3 separate regions of the Zea mays genome follow, and all the other regions are linked to region 3. The links are chromatin contacts, called in public Hi-C maps. All regions are on one chromosome and are shown on one strand. The core of a region is the stretch at or near the end of the contact, and the rest is flanking DNA. Distances in the headings are between cores, read along the strand shown.

What was found. Hi-C and Micro-C count contacts between places; a contact is called where the count stands out from the background.
Region 1: a contact with region 3 is called in a Hi-C map of endosperm, with 3 times the contacts expected there. The contact joins the promoter of LOC542318 here to the promoter of LOC100280526 in region 3. A contact is called at or near these places in 6 of 25 Hi-C or Micro-C datasets (ear, endosperm, leaf and 1 more).
Region 2: a Hi-C map of endosperm shows a contact between it and region 3, with 2.9 times the contacts expected there. The contact joins the promoter of LOC100286256 here to the promoter of LOC100280526 in region 3. A contact is called at or near these places in 10 of 25 Hi-C or Micro-C datasets (bundle sheath, ear, endosperm and 4 more) and 1 of 3 datasets of contacts at active chromatin or transcription factors (leaf).

What each region holds. Positions count from the first base shown.
Region 1 is chr4:43,428,035-43,431,458 of Zm-B73-REFERENCE-NAM-5.0, forward strand. LOC542318 (sugary 1) reads left to right here and starts at 1,894. Exons shown (of 18, transcript XM_008680135.3): 1 at 1,894-2,559; 2 at 2,807-2,992; 3 at 3,114-3,206. The coding sequence starts at 2,197.
Region 2 is chr4:42,771,774-42,775,532 of Zm-B73-REFERENCE-NAM-5.0, forward strand. It overlaps LOC100286256, which reads right to left and starts at 2,294. Exons shown (of 2, transcript NM_001401776.1): 1 at 2,207-2,294; 2 at 855-2,044. The coding sequence starts at 2,026. The coding sequence ends at 1,022. LOC100383143 reads right to left here. Exons shown (of 3, transcript NM_001175809.1): 2 at 3,610-3,759; 3 at 2,545-3,487. The coding sequence ends at 2,900.
Region 3 is chr4:43,095,217-43,098,701 of Zm-B73-REFERENCE-NAM-5.0, forward strand. It overlaps LOC100280526, which reads left to right and starts at 1,786. Exons shown (of 10, transcript NM_001153444.1): 1 at 1,786-2,069; 2 at 2,251-2,296; 3 at 2,404-2,516; 4 at 2,652-2,919; 5 at 3,285-3,346. The coding sequence starts at 2,058.

The DNA of each region.
Region 1 (3,424 bases), core at 644-3,143, 330 kb after region 3:
GGCTTAGGATCTCCTTTTTATAATTTTCACCCTGCAATACAAAATTATTCTATGGAGGTCATGATACATCGTCATATATTGTATTACCAACTTAGGCTGAGATCTCTGATAAGAAAAAGTACCCACAACTGTACAAGATGGTTATAAAGCATATGATGCATGGACCGTGCGGGTTGCTAAATCCTAAATGCCCATGCACTAAGGGTCATCCTTCATGCAAACATACAAAAGACTTATCAATATCTCTACAAAGGAATATATTAGTGTACGATTGTCGATATATTGTTTGTTTTCATGTAATTGTTGTGCACTCGCGTTTTATTAATAATTTGTGAGTCGTCGCAAATCGTCGCAACGCAGAGACACCGAACTATCATATATATAGGTCTGCATGATATTGATGGTTGCAATGTAGTGGTAAAACAGGTAGATTAAAATAACAAAATGTATATGTATAGCCAGGATCACCAATGAATTACAAAATCTTTTTTCATAACAATATAACACATTTATATATAAGTTATCATGATATTAATATGTTCCCATTGCAACGCACGGGAACTAACCTAGTAATTAATTAATTTATTACCTCCTTTCGACGAACCAGCCGGCACCAAAAGATGGATCACCGTGCACGGAGCGTGCGTCCGTTGCGGGAAACGACGGGGATCTAGGCGACGCCGTGACGGTGATGCTCCCGTTCACGTTTCGCAGCTTTCGCTGCACCCCTTTGATTCACGGTGGCCCCACAGAAAAGCCCATGTCCACGGGGCCCACTCCCGGGTCCGGACACGCGCCGAGGGAGAGGGGCTCCCAGATTTTCTAGGGACTGCTACCTTCTTTTTTTAGATAAATAATAGACCAAAATCCGGTTTTACTATTTCGAGGGTAAGCGCAAATTCACATAACTTAAAAAAAAATCTAAAACATCTCACAAAACATAACAAAATTATAAGTCTAGAAGACTTAATAACTCCCCTACTCATCAGCGACTCAAACTCACTTTAAAAAACGGCTCATTACAACTCAATCCTATTTAAAAACCTCCAACCCTGATAAGCAAAAAACTGCGTGGCCACCAACTTCAGATAACGACAGATTTTAATTAAAAGATCAGCTGCTTCTTCACTTTTCTGTAGCTGCGTCTAGAGTCTGAGCCAATGAGTTCCTCCAAATAAAACCTGCAAATAAGTCAACATATGTACTTTGTTAAATATTAATTCATTTCTACTTATTCAAATAGCACAGCACATGCTGAGACACCATAATAATCAAATTCTTAGTATTTAGATCCATCTCATCAACCAACTCCAAAGATATGTTTGACAGTTCTTAGTATTTAGGGACTGCTGCCGAGTACGTTCCTTCAGATCCTCTTTGGTTCTTCCTTTTCTATTTTATTTATATTGTCACTTTACTAGACCATAGTAAGAGAGAATTCTCTTTTGTGTTAATTAACCACCCACACCGTACAAATTGAGCAAGCCTTTGTTATCTCCACATACATGTATATTAATATAAGATACATATATCTCGTTTTTAAAAGAAATATCGCATTGGTTTATTATTTTAAGACTAGTTTGTAAACTCTATTTTTCTGAGAAATTCCTATTTTTCAAGAGAAAATAAACTAATTTCTTTGAAAAAATGTAAAACTTTTGATAAAATAGGATTGTCAAACTAGACCTTATTATATGTATATGTATATGTATAAAGTATCACTGTGAAAGTATGAAAAAAGTTTAGTTCTTTTCTTTTGGTGAATATAAGAGTATAAATAATAAAAAGTGGAATAGTATAGTGCCTGAAAAGCGGCAACTAGATCGTGTTTGCCAGTACGCGGGCCCCACAGAAAAAGCCCACGTCCGCCTCCCGCTGCGAAAAAACGACACGGGCCGAGTGGACGACGGTGGCCGGACGCAGACGCAGACGCTTCCGGCTGTGAAAAAACGCACGCTCCGACCCCGCCGTCCGCCGATCCGAGGCTCCGGCCCCACTCTGTCAGCGTCACTGCGTGAGCGAGCGGGCGGCGTGCGTGATCCGGACCCGCCCCTCCTCACACCGTCGCGCACGGGAGCCAAGACGAGCCGCGCTCCGTCGCATCCACCTCGTCTCGTCACACACTCCACTCGAACGCACTACTTGATCGGCCAAAGCCAAACGAACTGGGCTCCCTCCCCTCCACTTCCTCTCCCCATGGCGCAGCAGCTCCCCTGCGTCTCGTCGCCGCGCCCGCTGCTCGCCGTGCCCGCGGGCCGGTGGCGCGCCGGCGTGCGGGGCCGGCCCAATGTGGCGGGACTGGGGCGGGGGCGGCTGTCTCTCCACGCCGCCGCCGCGCGGCCCGTGGCCGAGGCGGTGCAGGCGGAGGAGGACGACGACGACGACGACGAGGAGGTGGCCGAGGAGAGGTTCGCGCTGGGCGGCGCGTGCCGGGTGCTCGCGGGAATGCCCGCGCCGCTCGGCGCCACCGCGCTCCGCGGCGGTGTCAACTTCGCCGTCTACTCCAGCGGTGCCTCCGCCGCGTCGCTGTGCCTCTTCGCTCCCGGCGACCTCAAGGCGGTGAGCATCCCCCACCCCTAGTCTTTGATGAATGCAATTTCTGCAACGCGTGCTGCGATCCTTCTGTGTCGTTCTTCTTCTCTTTTGGAATTTGAATGGAAGGGAAGTCGGCTTCATAACTTACTCCTCTATTTCTCTCTCTCTCGAATAACTTGCTTCTCCGATGCTGTACGCTAATTTGTTTGGCTTCATAGCATACGCCGGTGCTGAAATGGACTGAGTTCTCTGTATTCCTGGTATGATGCAGGATAGGGTGACCGAGGAGGTGCCCCTCGATCCCCTGCTCAACCGAACGGGAAACGTGTGGCACGTGTTCATCCACGGGGACCAGCTGCACGGCATGCTCTACGGATACAGGTTCGATGGCGTGTTCGCCCCTGAGCGCGGACAGTACTACGATGTGTCCAACGTTGTGGTGGATCCATACGCTAAGGTGACGGGCTGTTGTCCTTTACTTTGGCTATGCGTGTGAGCTGTGACACACTCAGAAACTGATTGCTGGGTGCTTGCTCATGTTTTAGTTGTTTACTTCTTCTTGTTGTTGTTTTCTCTAGGCAGTGGTAAGCCGAGGTGAATATGGTGTGCCTGCGCCTGGTGGTAGTTGTTGGCCTCAAATGGCTGGTATGATCCCTCTTCCCTATAATAAGGTAAGCCAGAACTACTCTCGCTCACACTACCTTCCTGTTTGCTTTCATGCTGTATCCTTCTCTTCCAGTTTTATGTCCCCATGTCTGACTCACTCACGATTAAACAATAAAAAGAAACCACCGCATATATTTGGTCATTGATGATTTGAAAAGTCCGATGAACTAACTGAACAAAGCGCTAGAACTATCAACTGTAGGTTAGGATCATTGGTTCTGTT
Region 2 (3,759 bases), core at 1,044-3,543, 320 kb before region 3:
TCGCGCGGGGTGAGCTCCTGGCGCGTCGGGGCTTCGGTCGGTCGGCGTGGGCTGGGGCGGCTCTGCTGGCACCTAGGCACGACGGTCGGGGCGCGCGGGCGTCGCGGCGCAGCAGGGCCCAGGCGCTCGGGTCCGGCCTGGGCGAGATGGCGGCTCGACGTCGGCTTCCTGGCGCGCGTGGGCTCGGGCAGCGCGCGGAAGGGCGCTGGTGCGGTGGCAGCGCAGGGCGCTGGAGCGTGCGGATGTCGGGGCGGGGTCGCGCGGGGCCTGGCCGAGTGCGCGGGGTCGGCTGGCAGCGCGGCTTCAGGGGCGCACGGCTCCGCGGGCAAGCAGAGAAGAGAGGGAAGAAGAGAGAAGACAGAGGCGGCGGCTAGGACGCGACCTGCAGGGGCGGCGGCGCCTGAGTTGGTCGGAGGTGGAGGGGAAGGGGCGGCGACCAACAGGGGAGGAGCTGGCGGCTGGGAGCAGAGACCGAATTTTCCTCTGATACCATATTGGAATAGTAAACCCTAACCCTAGGGGTTGGGTGATGTATTAATAGGTTGAGTAAACTGGGCCAGGCCCATTACAGAGGGATGAGATGGTCATTACACGGGGAAGACCCCAAACCCTAAACGAGTATTCTAACACCAACCTTAGAAACCGTCAAACCGATGTGGAACTTATCCATGTTCCTCGTTCTGGGAACAATCACGTCATTGTAGTGTTTTTTTAAGTACCATACCACATTGACATACCACGTCCCCGTTCTTCGACCACATCGATCCGGGAACCTGGTTGCTAAGGTATCAAGAGAAGAAAACACACATGCTTTGCATTTTGTTTGCTCTCAAACAGAACATAGAGATTTTATGTACTTAGGGTGTCAAAGATACCAGTTGATACTTGTAAAGGACCTTGAATTATTAGTTATCATTGCCCAAATGTTCAAAAGAACAACACAACCTGACGGTACAAACGGAAAGATTCACCTGAGAATAAAACAAACTACCTTGGATTGGACTAGAGAAAAGTTGAGTACCTAAACTGCTGCGACCAAACCGAATTTCATGGCAAACTTCTTGTGGTTACAGTCTAGCATCTCGCTGAGGCTGCAGCTCGAGTTCATCTGCTTAAGCACCTTGTGGCGGTACTCCAGGCTCCTCTTGAGGCCATGGCGAAAGAACTGGGGGTAACCTACCACCTCGCCCATGTCCCGCCCCATCTCTTCGACCAGGAACTTGATCCTTGGCTCCAGGCAATGTTTGATGCTCTTGATGAGAACAGGAGGGTAACCAGCTACCAGTGCCGTGACCTGATCCCTGCTGAATCCGCGGCTCTGTAGGAACGCCAGATTGGGCCGCAGGATCTTATCCACGTCTCGCGACAGTATATCGGGGAAGGTCATGACCACCCTCTGGAGATCTGGCCCCTGTAACCCGACTTCCGACTTGAGGAACTCGGCAGTGGGGCGCAACCGCTTGTCGACGCTGTACCCCATGATATACGGCTCCTTGGTGAGGATCTTGCCGATCATGCCTTCCCTGTCGACGCCGAGGCCGGCGAGGAAGCCGACGGTCTGCGAGAACTTGGCCTCGATGCTGTAGCTGATGAGGCGCGGGTTGACCATGAGCAGCTTGGCGAGCTGCCTCTCGGAGACGCCGAGCGTCTGGAAGAAGGCGAGGAGCGGGCAGAGCTTCTCCTCGACGCTGTGGAACAGTATCTGGGGGAACTTGGCGATGGCCTGCGCCACCTCCCCGGGCCTGGCCTGCAGCGTGGCGAGGCACTGCACCGTGGGCGCGAGCTTGCCGTCCACGGACAGGGTGAGCAGCTTGGGGCACTTGGCCACCACGTGCCGCAGCTTCCGCCGCTCCATCTTGACGCCGGTCAGGAGGTAGTCCCACACGCCCGGGGCCTCGCCGGCGTCGAGGCTGTGCAGGTTCCTGCACCGCCTGGACATGCGCGCCACGGCGTCGTCGTCGAACCCGTTCTCCCGCAGCCAGCGCGCCAGGCTCTTCCCGCTGCCGTTGCTGACGCTGCCGGCCATCGTGGCCTCCTCCTCCCTCTGTCGAAAGACCGGAACTCTTTCTGAGATTCCATCGAACAGGACACGCGCGCGAATTAGAGTGCCAATGAACGACACCCTAGCCGCAGAGAATTGGGAGCGAGATGCATCACGCTACGTGCGCTAAGGGTAGACAAAGTATTACCGACAGTAATCACTCACCTTGGTCTTGCACCAGGCCGCGGAAGAGAAGAGGAGGGAGGCGACTACGCGAGTGAGGATAAGAGAAGACGATGAGGGGATAGCTAGCGCTGATTATCTGTTGCATGCATCCGTTCTTACTCCCACAACGAGGAGGCAAAATAGGCCCGTATGGCCCATGGGCCGGCCCATGGCTACCTCTGTGCTCGGTGCATTTCCTCCTGCTAAAGTACCTAATGTTCAAGACTTCTCTGAAGCTGCAAACATGAGAGACGTTCAGTTTTCTAATGGCACAGTTCAAGTTACTCTGTTACTGTTACTGGTCAGTTTATTCCAATGGCAGCTGTCACCAACAGAGTGAGGCAAATGCATGAAAAGCTTCATTCCTGGACATTTTCTTCTGATTACATCCTTTTTTTTCTCAAAACAAAAATATGATTACGTACTGGTTGATGATGATGGCATGTCACTGCAATTCAATCAAAACTGGCACAACAAAAGAATTACATTCTTTACACTTAAATCCTCACTAGGATCTTTACTCTGTTTAGGAGTAGATTCCAATTTCCAAATGCTGCGAGATAAAGGGGGGTCCTTGAGGAGGACATCCTGGAAGGAGATCTTCCCCTCAATACGCGCAGGCACGGCACTGGCAGGACTTGAATCGCAGTGCAACCGACAGACCTTGGCACTGTACAAATCCACTGCCAGATTTCATTTCTGAGGAGATAGGCCAAGTGAAGACGCAATTTCTGCCAAGTGCTGCCCTGTTGAATTCGTTATGAATGCTATAGGGACTACAGGCTGAAACACGAACTCATCATCCACCACCTGGAGGTCATAGCATGTTTTGAGTTCCATTGCTTTAGACTCTGCAGCTTCAGCCTCCTTACGTAGTATCTCAGCTTCTTCGTTATCATCTGTTTCAGCTGCAGCAGTCAGTTCTGCTCTAGCAGCAGCACAGTCTAACCGTAGTCTTCTGTAACTTGTCAACGCTGACTCTCTTCCTTTGAGTTCAATAAGCCCTTCGCATTCCTGTATCTTGTTCGTGGTTGCTACAATATCCTTTTCTATTGTCTCTAGATCAGTAGCGGCTTTCTCCAACTTACCATACAGCTCGTCCTTTTCGGAGTTAAGAGCTTTTGCCTCTGCAGCTATCCTTCCTGCTTCCTTAAAGTTTCTTGAGGCGGCAGCAACTTTCTTTTCAGCCTCTAGTTCAGGGCCTCTTTTGTCAATGAAACTCAACTTCTGCTTCAGTGCTTCCGTTTCTTGCTGTATGCTTGTTCGCCTTGAAGATACCTCCTGCAAAACATAAAATCCAGTATAAAATATTTAGAATAGCTTACATCCAAAACAAAACATAAATCACAGTATTTAAATAATATAAATATCGAAAAAATAAAATAAAAGAAGAGTTGATGTACCTGAAGAGTACTTCTTGCATCGGTAATTTTTTGCCTTTGCATTTGAATGACTTGCAAAATTTCCTCCTCCATTTTTAGCAACCCAATTCTATCCTCTCTTGACTTCAAGATCGATGATGCAAGCTTTCTTCTTATTTCAACTGATTGTCG
Region 3 (3,485 bases), core at 536-3,035:
CCTAAAAATCGTTGTGTTCTTGTGTTCATCCATTCGCTCACGCAAAACTCTATGCACTCTCCTCATCTTAGGACAAGGGTGGGTGCATTCCGCCACCCGGCCGAAAGATTCCCCCTTCGACAGATCCGGACAGTGTAGTTCAGATATTAGATACAGATATGGGATGCCTGATATCCGTAGGATTTTGGATATCCGGATATCTTTTTTGAATAATTGTGTGTAGTTTTGATGATTGTTTGAAGAAAAATAATAATAATACACAAATAGCCTAAAAATCATGAAATGTTATGGAGGTGTAACATATGTCCATGTATATATATATATATATTTTCTCAAAATATTTGGACCATAAAATCCATAATACGCCATCATTTTTCTATTTCGCTTCCATTTGTTGCGTGAGTTACACGTGAAATCGGTTTAAGTATCCAAGTTTCAAAATAATCAATGTTTCACTTTATCATTTTGATGTGGGGATTTAAGGTATATTATTATAGAATGTTTATTAGTCTTGATAATTTTTTTTTGCATTTTTGATCGATGCTAGAATATTTTATGAATTTAATTGTTTTTTGTTTCAACAGAAAAATTAATAATATATAAATAGCCTCAGAAATTCATGAAATTTTATAGAGATATGTCCACATATAATCCTAAAAATGGTTGGACCATAAAATTTACAAGATGTCAACGTTTATTCTATTTTACTTCCACTTATTGCATGAGTTACACGTGAATCTCTCTAAGTATCAAGTTTTAATATTATAAATACTTCACTTTATCATTTTCATGTGGAGACTTAAGGCTATGTTCTTAAAGAAATGTTTATTAGTCTTGATAACTTATTTGCAATTTTTAATCAACACTAGAATATTTTATGAATTTAATTGTATTTTGGTGATTTTTTGCATAAATAAATTAATAATACACAACCTCTGAAATTAATAAAAATTTACAGAGACACACCATATATCCACGTATAATCCTTAAAAATATTTAGATTTTAGAAGTGACTAAATCATTACAATAACGGTAATATGTGTGGAATGATGTCTTACATGATATCCGATAAAAAATTATTACAAACGCTATTTGTGTCTGATTAATTTCGTATTCGACACATGATTATTTGTATTTGTATCGAAAACATCCGTATTTAAATTCGTATCGGAAGCTATAATTCAATTCTGAATAAAAATATAAAAATAAATATAGTTTCACTGATATCTAGCCCCGCTCTATGAAGCTCTCGTGTAGTCATATGGGCCCATATGGGCCCGCTGTGTTGTGCGAGTTACCGTCTCGTGTCCCCACCCCGTCACAGTCAGGTACATCGGCCGACGCGGACGGCGCTGGCAAAACCTAGAGCTCTTTGGTAGGGCTTATTTTTCAGCTTCGGCTCTGGCTCATGCAAAAGTTGTGTCAATCATCTCTTTTTCAAATGGCTTCACCAGTGAAGTGCTTTTCTAAAATGAACTAGAGGGTATGAGCCAAAAAAGTGGCTCACCCGGCTTCAGCTTACGTCATTTTTGCACAATAGCCCTTCCACCAGTCCAAATTATTTTTTTGGTCTTGCCCTTAATCCCTAGCCACGTACAGGAGAGATAAACTGTACAAGGGTCTTTCTGAAAAACAACCTATAAGCCGTTTTGCCAAATGATTTTTTTAGAATAGCTTTGGCTCATCTAAATAAGTGGTTTCAGCTCGTGAGTCAGAGCCCAAGCCGTTTTTGAAGAAACCAGAACCCTGCCAAAGGGACCCCTAATCTGATGTGCACCTGAGTTCGAAGCCGGACCCCTAATCTGATGTGCACCTGAGTTCGAAGCCGAATTCACGACTGCAATTGCAAAACCCTAGCTACCGCTTCGCCGAATTCCCTGTCCTCCGCCCGCTTCGCCGAATTCCCTGTCCTCCGCCCGCTTCGCCGAATTTCCTCTCCTCCCCGCCCGCCGCCCGTCACCGCGGCTTCGTCTGCGCTTGTCCCTCCCGTTCCAAGGAGCACGTGCTTCTCGCCGCGCCGTTCGCCCGCCGCCGCCGCCACCGGTTCATCGCCAGCTATGTCTTCTCAGGTACCGCCCTCACCTCCTCGGTTCCGCCGGTCGATTAGGGTTCGAGTCAGTGTAGTCGCCCATCAGTCGCGCTGGAAGCTTGTTAGCTTTGTTATTTGAGCTCCCCACTCTGTGTTCGTCGACCCCCCTCTGGATCCCGCCTATCCGGCGTGGTCTCACGAATTAGTATGTGGGTTCACAGGTCGACAGCCGCAGCCAGTCCGCCGGGAAGCGCGCGCGCACCGACGGTAGGTTGCTCTTGCTCCGCCGCCTCGTTATCTCACTCTCCGTATCTATCTATAAGTTGCATCTGAGTGAATTCCCCTCGGCGTGGGACAATAAACCTCCTTCTCAGGCAGCCGGCGTGAGGACGACTGGGTTTGCCCCAGCTGCAAGAACGTTAACTTCGCCTTTCGCACCACTTGCAACATGCGCAACTGCAACCAGTCCAGGCCAGCAGATCACACGGTACATGATGGTTTCACCTCGCTTTACTGCAGATTGTTGGCTTGCTGCTTTGCGCATAGTGTACCTGTGGTTACTTCTGCTTGTTGCTTGCCCGTTTGCATTTACCTGGTGCTGCTATTGCTTTCTGTTCAGAAGGCCATGCAGACCCCGCCTCGCTATCCCACATCAGGAGGTTACATGAGCCCAGGGACGCCACCGTCGATGTACCTTGGTGGTGGTGCTCCCCCATATGGCTCTTCAATGTTTAACGGGCCTGCAATGACGCGCTATGGTATCACACAGTTCCCTGGGGGTTCTGCGTATCCATATGGATATGGTGGCCGCATATCAATGGGGAGCCCCTACGGGCCAATGCAAATGGCTGGGCCAACCGCATACTCTGGTGGATCTATGATGGGAGCAGGTAGGTAACTGGGCTTCTGGCTATGGGAGGCATGCCCTATTTTTATATTGCCCTTGCATTAATTAATATAGCTATCAAATTAAATAGGCAAATCCGGTGCTTTCGGTAACGACTTTTATGCAAATCATAGTGTGTTAAACTATTAGTTTTACATAATATGAACAATGCAATTTATTTTCACTTGATCTTCATTTCCACAAATGCTGGCAATAGATAATACCCTTTGCAGTACCATTGTGTTCTGCCACATGTTTTCTAAGCCACTTCATTTGGTTGAGGCTATGACACTTGATACATCTTTTTCAGTCCTATGTTTCCCACATGTTTGTTCACAAGATTTATCTTGCTTATTATCCAATAAACAGGTGGAATGTATGGAATGCCCATGGACAGGTATGGGCTAATACCTGCTGGTTCTGGTCCAATGGTATGTGCTCTTGTGAATTTTCTTCTGTATACCTATTACCTCACGCTAATTTAACTACTGTTTATCCTTACATGAAGAACTTTCAACATGTTTGTTTCTGCTACTTTTAATTCATTTTTTGTTTGTATTATATGATTTC